2 separate regions of the Rattus norvegicus genome follow, and region 1 is linked to region 2. Evidence: chromatin contacts called from public Hi-C data. All regions are on one chromosome and are shown on one strand. Each heading gives the region's core, a stretch centred on a gene start, on an enhancer-like site or on the middle of the called end of the contact. The rest is flanking DNA. Distances are from core to core; before and after follow the strand shown. Region 1 overlaps Kcp (kielin cysteine rich BMP regulator). Region 2 holds the start of Calu (calumenin).

Region 1 (7,485 bases), core at 4,599-7,098, 140 kb after region 2:
CTGGTCTACAGAATTCCAGGAAAGCCAGAGTTACACAGAAAATACACAAAACAAACACCCTAAAACAAAAACAAGGAAGAGGGCTGGAGAGATGGCTCAGCGGTTAAGAGCACTGACTACTCTTCCAGAGGTCCTGAGTTCAATTCCCAGCAACCACATGGTGGCTCACAACCATCTGTAATGGGATCTGATGCCCTCTTCTGGTGTGTCTGAAGACAGCTACACTGTACTGACATATAATAAAAAAAATAAATCTTTAAAAAATTAAAAAAAAAAAAAACAAGAAAGAGAGAGAGACAGAGATAGAGACAGAGAGACAGACAGACCTTAGGTTACAGTCAAAGTAGACTGTGCGGTCCTGACTCTGTCTCGTGGTTCATAATGTAAGAAGTTTGCTCCAGCCAGTAATCCCCACCGGTGCCATCCACTGCCTCACCAAAGGCCTGAAGCAACACGGCAAGCCACTCTCGGGTGGAAGCCTCCAGGACTGAGAGTCAATTCATTTCAAACATTTTCATTTTTAAATCAAAGCAATGGAGAGCTAGCTAAGACACCCTGGACTCTTCACGGCCCATTCCCTCTGGTCCTGAGCAGCTTGGCCTGCTTGTACCTGGCACCCCAGCAGGAGAGGGCGGTGCAGACAGTATTCTCTGGCCCCCAAATGAAAATGGCCTCTCTCTTTGAAAGAAGGCTGAGCTGGAAAGTGGGGGGGTGGGGGGTGGCCTCCAATTCAATTCAATACTCTGTTGCCTAAGTAAGTCATGAAGGGCTTAGGGGTGTCTCTCCTGGGGCAATTAGGCCCTCATTTACCTTACATTAGGATCATTAGTGACAATAGAGTCCCCTGATCTTAGAACCAAGATTTCTAAAACTTTTTTCTATTTTTTTTTTGTTTGTTTGTTTGTTTTTCAAGACAGGGTTTCTCTGGGCTGTCCTGGAACTCAATCTGTAGACCAGACTGGCCTTGAACACAAAGATCCTCCTGCCTCTGCTTCCGGAGTACTGGGATTAAAGGCGTGTGCCACCACTGTCCAACAAGATTCCTAAAACTCTTGAGGCCACATAGCTCATGTATGGCAAAGAAAACTCAAAATCTGGGCCTTTTCTATTCCAAAAATCTTTCCCCACAATGACATCTTGGTACGTCGTCTGTATGTCTGTCTGTCTGCTGCTATGGCTGTGAACGTACACAGATGTGTATGCACATGTGTCTCTAAGGGTTCTGGTGCATATGTACAAATGCCGCACATAAGCTGGACTTCTCTTGCCTCTGTTTAGGCGTGCAGTCCTGTGCCATCACCAGTTCTTAGAGTAACCAAGAAGATATGGAAGCATTCAGATCAACAAACCCAGAAGAAAGAAAGAAGGCTGGGCATGATTTATACTTCTTCTCAGTGGCTCTTCAGCCCCTGCAAGGTCCCATACAGATCCACAAAGGGTCTCAGGTAAGAGTCGCAGGCCACGCCTACCACACAGACTGAGCACAGGGCAGAGACCAAAGCACCTGGGTTATCCTCTCCATTTCAAAGTCTGAGGCAGCACCAGGAAGTGGCCAGTTGGGGCAGCCCGGGGATACAGACATAAGGATGGGTTAAGGAGTCTCTGGGCCCCAAATTCTCAGCAGCCCAGCCACCGACATGAGTGCCAGGAAGAAGTACACACACGAGGAAGTCATGGGCAAGTGTAGTTTATTCTTGTGTTTTGACACTGTGGACGGCTGGAGAGCAGACCTAGGACCCCATTGCCTGAGCCCAGCAGACTCAGCAGCTATGGTCTGGAGGTTGCTGCTTACCAAGGGATAACTTCTGGCCAGATAAGTCCTGGATGAGGATGTTCTTTTTTTTTTTTTTTTTTTTTTTTCGGAGCTGGGGACTGAACCCAGGGCCTTGTGCTTGCTAGGCAAGCGCTCTACCACTGAGCTAAATCCCCAACCGATGAGGGTGTTCTTAACTCAGGGTGGACCCAGAGGCTGCTCCTGACTGGGAGTGGACAGCATGCGAGCTGGCTAGCCTCCAGTAAGCAGGACTGATGGGCAGGCCTCAGGTGAGATGCAATGGCCTTCATGCTCCACCAGGCCTGCAGGACACTGGCAGCCTGGAACACAGGGCCTCACGCAGTGGGCTGCCAGCTCCCCTAGGGGTATGTGCTGGTTGAAACAGGTACGGGGACAAGGCGGTCCACACTCATCAAACACAAAGCCACGTTCCACAGGGCAGCCCACCACTGTAGGCAGAGAGGAAAGCAATGTCACAGAGGTCCCCCACACCCTTCTAGCTGTTACTCCATACTTTATAGCTTCCCTGTGCCCTCTCTGTCCAGACTTGAGTCTTTTGGGCTGCCCCTCCTTTCCCTACAATGCCCTCCATCAATGTGGTATCACCCCCTTACCACAGAGTGTAGGGCCCCTCCAGACAGGAGTCACCCCAGCCTGGCGACAGTGGCTAGCATAGGCTTCAAGGGCATCACAGAGACAGGTATCAGCTGAGGAGCCTGGCCCACAAGCACACAGGTCATACACACAGGCGGCAAAGAAGGGTTCTGGTGGCACCACAGCATGGCAGCGACTGAACGGTGAAGACTTCAGGATCCCGCACCGGGCATTGGCCTCACGTCTGGCACGGTAGCCTGCTGCCCGGCAGGGGTCCACCTCTCGGCCTGCAGAACATGGCCGGCCAGGCCCCAGCCCCTTGGGGACCTACACAGAGAGAGCAACCATGATGTGAAAACATGGCTGGCAAAATCTGCCTTCGATCAGGACGTGTCATGCTCCAGTAGACAAAGTCCCACTACAGGAAGTAGAGGTGCGGGCCAGCTCAGAAGAGGAAGGGGATTAATGGGGAGACCAAGAAAAGGTGACTAGGGGGGTCTTGAACAAAATACATTATATACATGTATAAAAATATCAAAATGAAATAAATTACTATGTATAAATAATATATGCTAATTTTAAGGGCAAAGGCATACTGGTACACCATGATCCCAGCATTAGAAGGCTGGGGCAGGAGGATCCTGGGCTAGATATATCTAGACAACATGGTGAGACTTTGTGTCAGAAAAGGAAAAGCAAAGGAATCAAAGCTGTCGCTTCAAGGACAGCACAGGCTGGGCTGCGGGATGCAGCACAGTTGGAAGAGTGCTTGTCTACTGCACAAAGCCCGGCCTCTGTTTGATACTCTGCCCTGCATGACAGACTGGAAATGGTGGCGCACTCCTGTAATCTCAGCACTTGGGGACAGGCAGGAGGGCTAGGGGTTCAATGCTATTCTTGGCTACATAGAGAATTCAAGGACAGTCTGGGGGCTGGTGAGATGGCTCAGTGGTTAAGAGAACTGGCTGCTCTTCCAGAGGTCCTGAGTTCAATTCCCAGCAACCACATGGTGGCTCACACCCATTTGTAATGGGATCTGATGCCCTCTTCTGGTGTGTCTGAAGACAGCTACAGTGTACTCGCATACATGAAATAAATAAATAAATCTTTAAAAAAAGAAAGAAAGAAAAAAAAAAAGGACAGTCTGGGTTATGTGAGACTCTGTCTCAAAACAAAACAGAAGCAAAAGTGCCCATCGAGGTGTGATCCTGGTTCTCGGGAAGTTGGGATAAGAAGGTATCAGGTAGGAGCCCAGTATGGGCTTCCTAGCTGGACTCCCAAAATCAAACCAGTAAGACAGCAAAGAAAAGAACCATCTATGTTCATCTTGTCTTCTCTTTACAAATAAACTAAGGCTAGACCAGATAAAGGACTTGTTCAAGGTTCCACAGCCAGCAAGTGACAGAGTATGCTGTAGGGAGTCAGGTGACATGGTTACCACCCAGCCTCTTCCATTAATTAAGGGAGGCTTTAAGCCACTGGCATCTACGATAATGCAGAAGCCCGTCTTGGGTCCTGTAGCAGGGGCCTGTCCCCAGTCCTCTAGGCTGTTGCAAATTCTTCCTCTCAAGCTACTCACCTTCCAGCTGTTCCCAAATGCAGCCTCTGTGGGCAGGAGCCTCCCATCCGGACCCTGCAGATCGTCCTGGGCAAAGCCATTGAAGTTCCCACAGAGGCCACAGGTCTGGCCCCGGTAGGAGCTGGGAACTCTCACCTCCACCTGGGATTGCCCGTCCCACAGCACCTGTGCAGAGGGGGGAGGACAGAGACCCAAAAGAGTTCACTCGATAATTTGATAGTCCCCCTGCTGTGGGATGGACAGGTACACACTGCTCATTGAAGGGCCACTTCCCTGTATACCCTGCTACACAGCTGACCAAAGACTGATGGCACGGAGAGCTGCCCACTGCTGCAGGGAGAGCTGCCCACTGCTGCAGGGAGAGCTGCCCACTGCTCCTGGGCATCTTTCAACTGGGCTCCAGGTGGAACAAACCCACCTCCTGAGAACCACTGTCTTGGGGCCTTAAGGAAGGTACAATGCCATTAGAGTTTGGATCAAGTGCACACAGCGTGGGTTTGTAAGTTATGGCTCTGGCTGCCAGCAAGAGATTGTTACTTGTCCACATGGGAGTCGGGAGGGTCCTCAGAGACCACCCAGAACACCTTGACTACCTCCTGATCCCTACCGACTTTGGACCCCAATCTCAGGTTATGGATGACTGAGTACGAAGGTCTCTGATGCTGAGTCGTGCCCCCCCCCCCAGCTGAGGGCCGAACCCAGGGCCTTGGGCTTGCTAGGCAAGCGCTCTACCACTGAGCTAAATCCCCAACCCTGCCGAGTTCTTTTTTCTTTCCTTCTTTCTTTCTTTCTTTCTTTCTTTCTTTCTTTCTTTCTTTCTTTCTTTCTTTTTTTCTTTCTTTCTTTCTTTCTTTCTTTCTTTCTTCCTTCATTCATTCATTCATTCATTTATTTATTTATTTATTTATTTATTTATTTATTTATTTATCATTATATATAAGTACACTGTAGCTGTCTTCAGACACACCAGAAGAGGGCATCGGATCTCTTTACAGATGGTTGTGAGCCACCATGTGGTTGCTGGGAATTGAACTCATGACCTCTGGAAGAGCAGTTGGGTGCTCTTAACCATCTCTCCAGCTGAGTTCTTTTTAAGGATGTCCCCTACGCTCGCTCTCCCACTCCTGCCTCCTCCTCCCACCAGGCAGGAGCAGACACCTGACTTGGAAGTTACAGAAGCCTTAGAAGTGTTAAGGCTCCAGGACCACCCTGTTTTGCCCTCTGGCCACACCTGAAGCCCAGGCTGGGCATGCAGGATCACGGTGTGACCACGAAGCTCAATGTACAGCAGTGGCTCCCGAAGGAAGGGCAAGGTCACCGTGTGCTGGTCCACCTGGAAAAGAGGGGATAGGGGGAGGGAGGGACCATGTCGGGTCAGACATGTGAACTGGGTAGGACTGACCTTCCCTGGGTCCTTGGCTCACCATGACTGTCCTGCCTTGCAGCAGCCTCACAGCCACGGTTCCCAACAGCACCGCTACCTCTTGGGTCCAGGCCACACCCCTCCGGCCCCGGTCATCATTAGTCACGTGCACACTATGAGGAGGAAGGGCCCAGGTGCCAGAGGTCAGAGGTGCCAGGTTTAGGTGTCAGGGAGAAGGAAAAGGGGTTCATACCTGAAGTCCTCGCTGTGGCAGTCCTTGGCCAGCACGTAGCTGCAGCTGCCCTGGAAGTGCAGCAGGCGGCCATCGAAGGTGCGGTAATGGGGGTCTCCGAAGGCCATGCAGGAAGCCAGCCCGGGCAAACAGCGGGGACAGCAGCTGCCGGGACTCAGGGCAGGGACCTCATCCTGGCCTCAGACCCAAACACAGTCAGTCACAGGACACTCTCCCGTCAAGTCTCAGCACTTCACCCCACCCCTCGCCCCTGTGGTCTCTCTGATCCCTTAAACCCAGGTTCACCCCCTGGTGGTCACTCCAGGAACAGCATCAGCCCTGGCTTCCTGGTTCATGGAAGGCAAGAGAAGCCCAAGCCCCTTCTCATCACTCTGGGATAGCAGTGGCTTGTGTGCCTTGGTCCTACCACCTTGAACCAAAGCACTCACCCGGCCACATGAGAGGTTCCTGCAGCGCTGGCTCTGGCAGTGCACAGTACCAGCCACACAGGCACAGCTGGTGCAGGCGTCCACTATCCAGTGTTCTCCAGAGGCCACCCAGCGACCCTGGTGCGAGCATGATCCGGTAGGGTCTGAGGAGAAATGACACAGATTCAGTGCCCTACTCAAACACTGTCAAACATAGCAGTGTTTCTGGACAGACATCCAGTTCTCCTTCTTAGACTGTGTGGTGGAGGATCTCAGCAGGAGAGTGATGGGTTGGCGGGACCCCAGCAACATTAGCATAACCTGTACCTGCCACACATGATCTGAGGAACGGTGGGCAAAGGAAGGCGGGTCTAGCATCCACCCACAAATATGGGCCATGTGAGTGATGGGGACATTGTTCTGCTGGACAAGGAGTGGAGGCCTGGCTTCATTCCCACCTGCACTGTTGGGTGTTCTTGTGGGGCAGACAGAGGGACTTACCTATGTTACCCTTCCTCCATCAACCCATCCCTCGACTTGGCACTGCTCAAAGCCTGTGCCAGCTTTAGGCACTTTTAACCATAAGGACAGGAGAGCTCCCCACGACCCTGCTAAAGACAGATACCATTGTTTAGGGGTTTCCCGAAGGAGCCAGGCTGTGGTAGTTTGAGTGAAAATGGCCTACCACAGAATGACAGGGAGTGGCATTATTAGAGGTGTGGCTTGCTGGAGGAAGTGTGCCACGGGGTGGGGGGGTGGGGCTTTGAGCTTTTACAAGCTCAAGCCAGGCCCAGTGTCTCTCTCTCTCCCTGCTGCCTGTGGATTCAGATGCAGAACTCTCAGTTCCTTCTCCAGCACCATGTCTGCCTGCACGGCCCTGTGCTTCCTGCCACGATGATAATGGCCTAAACCTCTGAACCTGTAAGCCGGCCCTGATTATTTTCTGTTATAACAGTTGCCACAGTCAAGGTGTTGTCTCCTCACAGCAAAAGAAACCCTACGACAGAAGAGGCCATGACCTGTAATTTCTGTGGCCTTCTGAGTAGGGTCTTAGGCAGTGCCTCTTCCACAGCTCGTTTGGCCCATAGGAACGCCCAACAGCACAGGTGGGCATGGAGCCCAGGCCTCAACCCCATGCCCAGCACAATGCAGCTGCTGCTCACGTGGCCCCCATTGCTGGTGGATGTTAGTCCTACCTCCCTTTTCCTACCCACTTGTCCCCGGGTTACATGATAGGTGCAGGTCATGGATGTTGCTGGGGTCCTTCGGGCTCTCCATGTCCAACTCTCCTGCCAAGAGCCTCCGCCACATGGTCTGTGGAAGAGGAATGGGTGTCCTTCCTGAAGCACTCTCCCCACTTAGAAGCCATTGTCTGGTTCCACCAGCACCCAAGGGTGCTAATTTCTTCAGCAAGCATCCAGAAAGCCTGGTGTCTGGTGGGTATTAGGCCTTGCACTCAGGCTGGTTGCTTATGGAGTCCTAGAGACCCGAAATGCCAGTCCCTCGACCCCTCCA
Region 2 (7,021 bases), core at 1,803-4,302:
CCTCTGTTGGCTTTTCCTGATCTAATTTTTAAAGTTTGTTTTCAAGTGCTAGAGGCACTTGAAGATTTGGTTAACTTTTCATTTATTTATACAGAAGACCTCCACCTCTAATAACTACAACATCCCTGAAGTTCTATGCCTTAGGTGCTGAAGTCTCTTCACTAAATGAGTACTTACGGTATTCTACATTACAATAAGCTGGGCTTTTTAAATGAAATGATATTTATAGTTTGCTAATAAAAAGGAAATAGAACTGCACAGACTCCTTGTAGGATCCTATTTCCATTTCTGTCATCAAAATTAAATGTAAGATCCAGTTATGGCTACCAGGATTTTAACATTTTGACTTCTTTCTGGGCGATGGGAGTTAAGATTGAACCCAGGGCCTTCATGCATGCTAGGCAAGCATTTTACTACTGTGCTACACCCTCCGATTAAAATTGTGATTTCTAACAAGTCTAATCTCTTGCTTCTATCATCGTTATTAATGTCTTGTACATAAAACAGATAATCTTGTTAAGAGGAAATCTACAGGAATATTGTATTGTTATCTAATTTATTTTACAACGTGGCTTTCTATTTACTTTCCCCAGCTAAATCTAGCTTAATACCAAGACAATAGAACAGATCTGGCCAGTAGCCAACAGACAAGAGCTCTGATAACTTGAATGTTGATGATCAGTCTTTCCTAGGGTTAGGGTGAGCCACTCTATATAACCAAGATTATAGCTATGAAAGCAAGCTGGCAGAACCAAAAAAAAAAAAAAAAAAAAAAAAAAACAAAACCTCACTAGAATTAAAAGGTAATAAGTAATGGTTCACAGAAAAAAGTATCTGTAAACACAGGGGTAAATATGCAGTCAATCCAGGGGTGTTGTTGTTGCTGTTGTTGTTGTTTTTTTTTTCTAAATTTATTCTTTTTTTTTCAGTTACTACTGTACTTTATTGTATTCAACCAAATCACCATGTTACAAAAATAGCAAGCTGCCATAATAAAAAATAAGGCTCCTCTATCCAGCACCAGATAGCATCATTTTACTTTCAAGCCTAGAAATTGCACACTTGTATATAAACCAACCGAAGATGAGGATTGAGAGTTCATCTTGGTGGATTTTTCCTTTGATGAATATGAAGTGTCCTTCCTTATCTTTTTTGATGACTTTTAGTTGAAAATTGATTTTATTTGATATTAGAATGGCTACTCCAGCTTGCTTCTTCTGACCATTTGCTTGGAAAGTTGTTTTCCAGCCTTTCACTCTGAGGTAGTGTCTGTCTTTGTCTCTGAGGTGTGTTGCTGTTGTTGTTGTTGTTGTTGTTGTTGTTGTTGTTGTTTTGTTGTTTTGTTGTTTTGATTGTTTAAATGCCCATTTCCTTCACTGGTTACTTTTATGCCACTGGGACAATATTCTTAATTATTTTACTTTTTTTTGTGTTACTTTTAATATATAGCACAACATTTCCTTTGGAATGTATGGCTTAGCAGACCACTAGCTTTCACAACTAAGCTAAGCGCATCATCAGATAATATCTGACAGTTATCAGGAAGGTTCTACTTGCTGTAACCCATTCTCTGATGTTTCCACTATTGTATTTGAAAAGTAATTTTCTTTGTTCTAGTACTATAAAAACTTCATCAAACTGTTACTACAGTGACATCTGGGCACTCACATTTGGCTCCAGAATAAACTCTCTTTGAGATGAAAGTTGTATTTTGAGTTGGTAGTTTGAATGTGCCAAACAGTAGCTGCCACCCTTTCCTCGTCTTAAGACAAGCTACTCTGTTTTGTCTTTCATGAGCTTAGTGTTTGTTTTTACTAGACTTAAACTCTAGAGGTTTTGTGAGCTGTTCATTCCATATTTGCTGAAAATCTAGTAGCTCTCAAATGCATACATGCTTTAATTCCATGGCATTGAGTAGTTGATGGGGCTGAGGTTATAGTTAAGTGGTAAACCCTACGCAGAATCTGGGTTCAAACTCTCCCTGCCCCATCCCCTAAAACAAATTGCTAATTTCCTATGTATCCTTTAAATCAAGGGCCTTCGATGCAACAGGTTTCTTCTACTCGGTTCACTTAGTATTGCTGAGAATTTACTTGGACCTGGGCTGTAAGCTGGGAGCTCCTGATGGCGTGATGGCATAAGTCAGACAGATCCTATTTTGGTACTTCGTCTAATAGAAGACAGGATAAGCACCGTTATTTAACAATATCTGGCTCTATACTGAAAATACAAACTGCTAGGAAAGCAAATACACATTATCTGTTTACTAACCAGGAAAGATTCCTAGAACTAACACCTTAACTGCACTGGCAATTTCACTACAGCTTCCATTAACATAGGATGGCGACCTGTTTCATGACTGATAGCTTTCAGTAGCTAAAAAAAAAAAATCGAGAAAACATCCTTCAGGCAGAGGAAGCTGCTTTGGGAACAAAGACCACATGGTTGTGAAATGGTAAGGCTGTTAGGGAAGGCCAGGATCGTGATGGTTTATGCAGAAGTGTGAAAGACCAACGTGGGTGGAAATCGAAAGGTACAAATTGGCGGGCAGAGAGCTGCTGCAGTAGATGGGTCTAGAGTCAGAAATTGGGCTCGTTCCATGGTGGGTGGAGACGTTACAGCGGGATTATTCCGGCCCCAGGGCCTTGGAGACAGGAAGAAAGCTATCAGAATGGCACTTGAAGCCTTGGGAATCAGGGTTGCGTTCCGTAAATGAGGACGTGGCGGTCAGTGGGCCACGGTCAGTGAGCCGCGCCCACTCGCCCAAGAGCAAGGAGCTAGGATTCAGCGTCCCCCACAGGATGGGTTACCCGAGCTGGGCGGGAATCCGGTCCACGCAGCCCCGCGCGCTCGCGGGGACGTGGCGATTTCCAGCCAATCCGGGTCATTCAATTGTGGAACCAATAGTCGCACGGAGAAGGAACGCGTCAGCAGTGATCATGCTGGTGATTGGTGTAAAGACCGCCGACAATCGGATGGGGGAGTGGCTAAAAACCACTTCCGGTTGGGCGGTGCTTGTGCGCGGGAGCTGACTCCCTGGGTGAGCCGTGGCCACGGAATCCTGCGGCGTGGAGCTCCGGGGAAAAGTAAGTTCTGTGGTGCACGGTGGGTCCTCGTTTGCTCTTACTCTGGCTGTCGGCCTTGTTCTCTATTCGTAGTGGGTCTTCCTCAATCCGGTCTCAGTGACCCGGATGGGCCCGAGGTTCCACTCTGGCCCCCAGTGTACGGTACCCGACTCGCTGTCCCGCAGCTCTGCGGAAAGGGTTGTAGCCCGGCAAACACTAGCTCCCGGGCCCTGCGCCCTCCTGGATACCCTTTTGTGCCTGGTTTCGCACGTCCTTGTTCTTTTTCCCGGGTCCCTCCACTCATAGTGGCCCTGGGACTAGAGGGTCACTTTTGTTTGTTTCCCGAAGGTCGGAGAGAATTGGGTAGAGAGTAGTATCCGCTCCCTGCCACCTCTCACGACTCTTGGGAGCTGCCACCCCGCCCCAAGGCCACATCCCGAGAATGAGTTGTAAGCGCCAAAAAAAAAAAAAAAAAGTTAGCTGTCTTATAGGGTGTAGGAACGTGGAGAACAAAACGAATGAAAATACAATGTCATTATTTTTAAAACTAAATGTTAGTTAGAAAGGAATGCCGCAGTTGTCTATGTTTGGCTAAAAATTATCATTAATGGAAACAGTTTTCACATGTTAATTTCCTTTAAGTAATCACAGTTTTTTGCTTGTCATTCCCAAGTGTTCTGACTTTTGACATGCTGTATGCAGAAGTGAACTTAATTTTAATTCCAGATAGTTGCTGTAATTGAGTGGTTTGCATTTTGTAAAGTTTCTTTTGCATGAGTGGGAAAATTCAGTGGGTTTCTGCTAAAACTTTTGGTTCTTTGATCGAAATTCCTAAGCGTTCAAAACCATGGAACAGGACTTTTTTGAGAATTGCATTCACTTCCTATCACGAACCATCAAGTCAGCATTAATAAATTGGGAATAATAGGGCACCGGTTTATTTAATTGAACTTGAAGGAAAAGAAACCTGGAATGACTGATAAATTATTCTTTGCTATACCTGAAAGCTGACCCAGGACAAATATATATATTTGACCTCATTCAGTTAGATTTAAGTATCAAGCGAAAGTCACCGCTGAAGAACTTATGTCCTTGTGTCCAAATGTGGGACTAGAGATAACCTATTACTATTTGTGTAAGAGGCACATCTGTCTAGTCCTGATCTGAGTTTGGCAGTGTTTCAGGGGTTTCCAACAGGATATTTTGCAGAGTCAAAAAGAAATCATGAGCTTACAAAATTATTGCGTGTGAGTGGATAGTATTCTTCTTAGTGTCATTCTCAGTCATTGTTGAGTGCCATTCATATAGTGATGTGTTAAATGATGTTTTTTATATCATTACCTCAGTACAGGAGACTAGTATGTTAGTGTTAGCTCAAAAAAAATTTTTTTAAGATTTATTTCATGTATGTGAGTACACTGTAGCTGTCACCAGAAGAGGGCATCAGATCCCATTACAGATGGTTGTGAGACACCATGTGGTTGCTGGGATTTGAACTCAGGACCTCTGGAAGAGCAGTCAGTGCTCTTAACCGCTGAGCCATCTCTCCAGCCCTAAACTTTTTTTTTTTTTTTCTGTCTGTGGCTTTGGTGTTGTTTTGTGTGTGAGAAAGTCTCATGGTTGTAGCCTTGGCTGGCCCAGAACTCACTGGAGATCAGCCCATTTCTACCTCCTGCATACTGAGAAGATTAAAGGAGTGCACAACCACACCCAGCTTTTCCATGAACTTGTAAATATAAGTGCCATTAAGCTGTTACAGATGAAATAACATGACATTATCTAAAATCACATTTATTTATGGGGACAGGGGATATTAATCTATATCACCATGTAGATTCTTGAGTCCAACTCAAGTTGTTGAGTTTGTTGACAAATGCCTTTACTGGCTAAACTATTTTGCAAGTCCCGAAAATCACGTATTTGCCTATTCCTTACTTTCGGCCAGATCCAGTAGTGAAATTGGAAGTTGGAAAGCCCATCAAAGCCAAATTGCTGCCAAATGTCACCCAATTGATCCAGTAAAATGTATTGGTTTCTAAAAAGTACAAGACCTTACGTTAGGAGCTATAGAGAGATCATTTATTTTAACTTAATGTAGCAGTTTCAAAACTGCCCAGTCTGGTGGTGTGGTGGCTCATGTCTGGAATCCTAGCATTTAGAAAGCCTCAGCGGGAGAACTACCTCAAGCCAGAGGTCACGCTGAGCAACACTGAGTTCTGGGCCAGTATGAGACTCAGAGAGACCCTCTACCTCGACTCCACCCCAACCTGCACAAATTGGTGAAAGCGAGATGGCTGGGTCACTGAAGCTGTTTGCTGCCAAGTCTGACAGCCTGAGTCAGATTCGGACATAGACAGTGCAAGGTGAGAGTTGTCCTCTGACCTGAGCCACATGTGCCCACATGTGCGCGCGCGTGCGCGCGCGCGCGCGCACACACACACACACACACACACACACACACACACACACATAAATAAGACGGTATAGCTTGTGGGCATTATCGTGGTGTAATACAAATGAGTTTCAAGATAATCAGTGCAGCCTTCTTCCAACTGGAGTGATCAACCAGGCTAGTTAGATCTTTTTATCTAAGATCTTGTTCGTTTTTTCCCCCCATCTAAAAGATCTAAAATTATTTAGGCTTCTGACATTGAAGGAAGATTGGGCTAAAATAACTACACATTCTCTTAGGCATATTAAACATAAATATACAGCAGAATCCAGTGCTAGACACCAAAGCTTTTTTATCTGATGTTTTGCTAGAATAAATTGGCCAGCGAATCCTATATTAAAAGTCCATCCTAGAGAATCCCCCACACACAATTTTTAGATCCTTTTTCTTATAGTAAGTTTTTTGTTCTCCTTGAAGTGGTGTTGTTTGAGGTTTGCTTTTATTTTATATTTATGGGTACTTTGTCTGCATATGTCTGTGCACCGTGTATGTGCAGTTCCTAAAGAGGACAGAAGAGGGCATGCGTTCCTCTGGAACTAGAATTACAGACAGTTAGCCACCTTGTGGGTACAGGAATCAAAGCCAGATCCTCTGGAAGAGCAGTCAGTACACCTAAACATGAACCATCTCTCCAGCCCCATAAGTAAGTGATCGTTTGGACAGAGAATTTCAGTTTGTGCTTGACTGTTTTGTGTGTAGAGCTGATGATACTCAACCTTCTTGTATTTCTTCCATTTGATTTATTAGAATGTGTTGGTAAACTAGTATAAATTGACTGCACTAGACAAGTGCAAAATGGCTTGTCATCATGCCAAGTTGTTACCCTTGATTGCCATTAAATAAAGTAAACCCTTAAGCACTGAGTCCTCTGCTCCAAGGTGGAGAAGTGCCTTTCTGCTGGGTATCCCAACAAAGAAAACTGGAATTTCCCACCACACCCATTTCTCCCACTTGCAAGCATTGAGCAATGGGTCTTTGGCCAACCAGAATAACTGTGGGATCTCTTAGAATTAATATTTCTGAAGGAATGAATTTAATAAAGACATCTAAGTTTCCAGAAAGGATGGGTGAGGCTCGCGCTAGAAGTTGAACTTATAAGGAAACTTTTATTTTTTTTTAAAACAGGGTGCATATAGTCATTTATATAAAATGTAGCACTTCTAATCATGTCTTAGTTTCCATTAACCACATTTTAAATGTTTGTTAGTCCATGTGGCTAGTGGTCACCATACTAGCTAAATGTTTTACTTCTGTTTAGAGACTTAATCTCAGCTGTAGCCTAGGCTTGCCTAGAGTGTATGGCTTACTGTGGTTTTGTTTATGTAACTCTGTGTGTGTCTGTTTGAGTCACTTTCCACCTCCTTCCTCCTTTTGAAACAGGCTCCTGCAGAAGCCCCCTCATCTTCTTGTCTTAACTTCACACAATGCTGGGCTTTTGGGGTGTCAGAGGTTTTTAGCTCAGGTCTACTTGCTGGCCCAGCAAGCACCCTTACCGGCTGAGCCA

Evidence for each region. Hi-C and Micro-C count contacts between places; a contact is called where the count stands out from the background.
Region 1: a contact with region 2 is called in a Hi-C map of psoas muscle, with 5 times the contacts expected there. The contact joins the enhancer-like site here to the promoter of Calu in region 2. A contact is called at or near these places in 5 of 12 Hi-C or Micro-C datasets (the Rat2 cell line, Schwann cells, frontal cortex and 2 more).

The regions. Positions count from the first base shown.
Region 1 is chr4:59,046,538-59,054,022 of GRCr8, forward strand. It overlaps Kcp (kielin cysteine rich BMP regulator), which reads right to left. Exons shown (of 40, transcript XM_039108995.2): 34 at 5,992-6,134; 35 at 5,564-5,736; 36 at 5,372-5,483; 37 at 5,179-5,280; 38 at 3,948-4,112; 39 at 2,389-2,695; 40 at 1,672-2,223. The coding sequence ends at 2,006. Among named protein-coding and RNA genes, the nearest start is that of Spmip1, 13 kb to the left of the region's middle. Within about 2 kb of position 5,849, at least 5 of the 93 cell types and tissues checked have an H3K27ac peak or open chromatin away from gene starts, as enhancers often do.
Region 2 is chr4:58,911,404-58,918,424 of GRCr8, forward strand. Calu (calumenin) reads left to right here and starts at 3,053. Exons shown (of 7, transcript NM_022535.2): 1 at 3,053-3,086.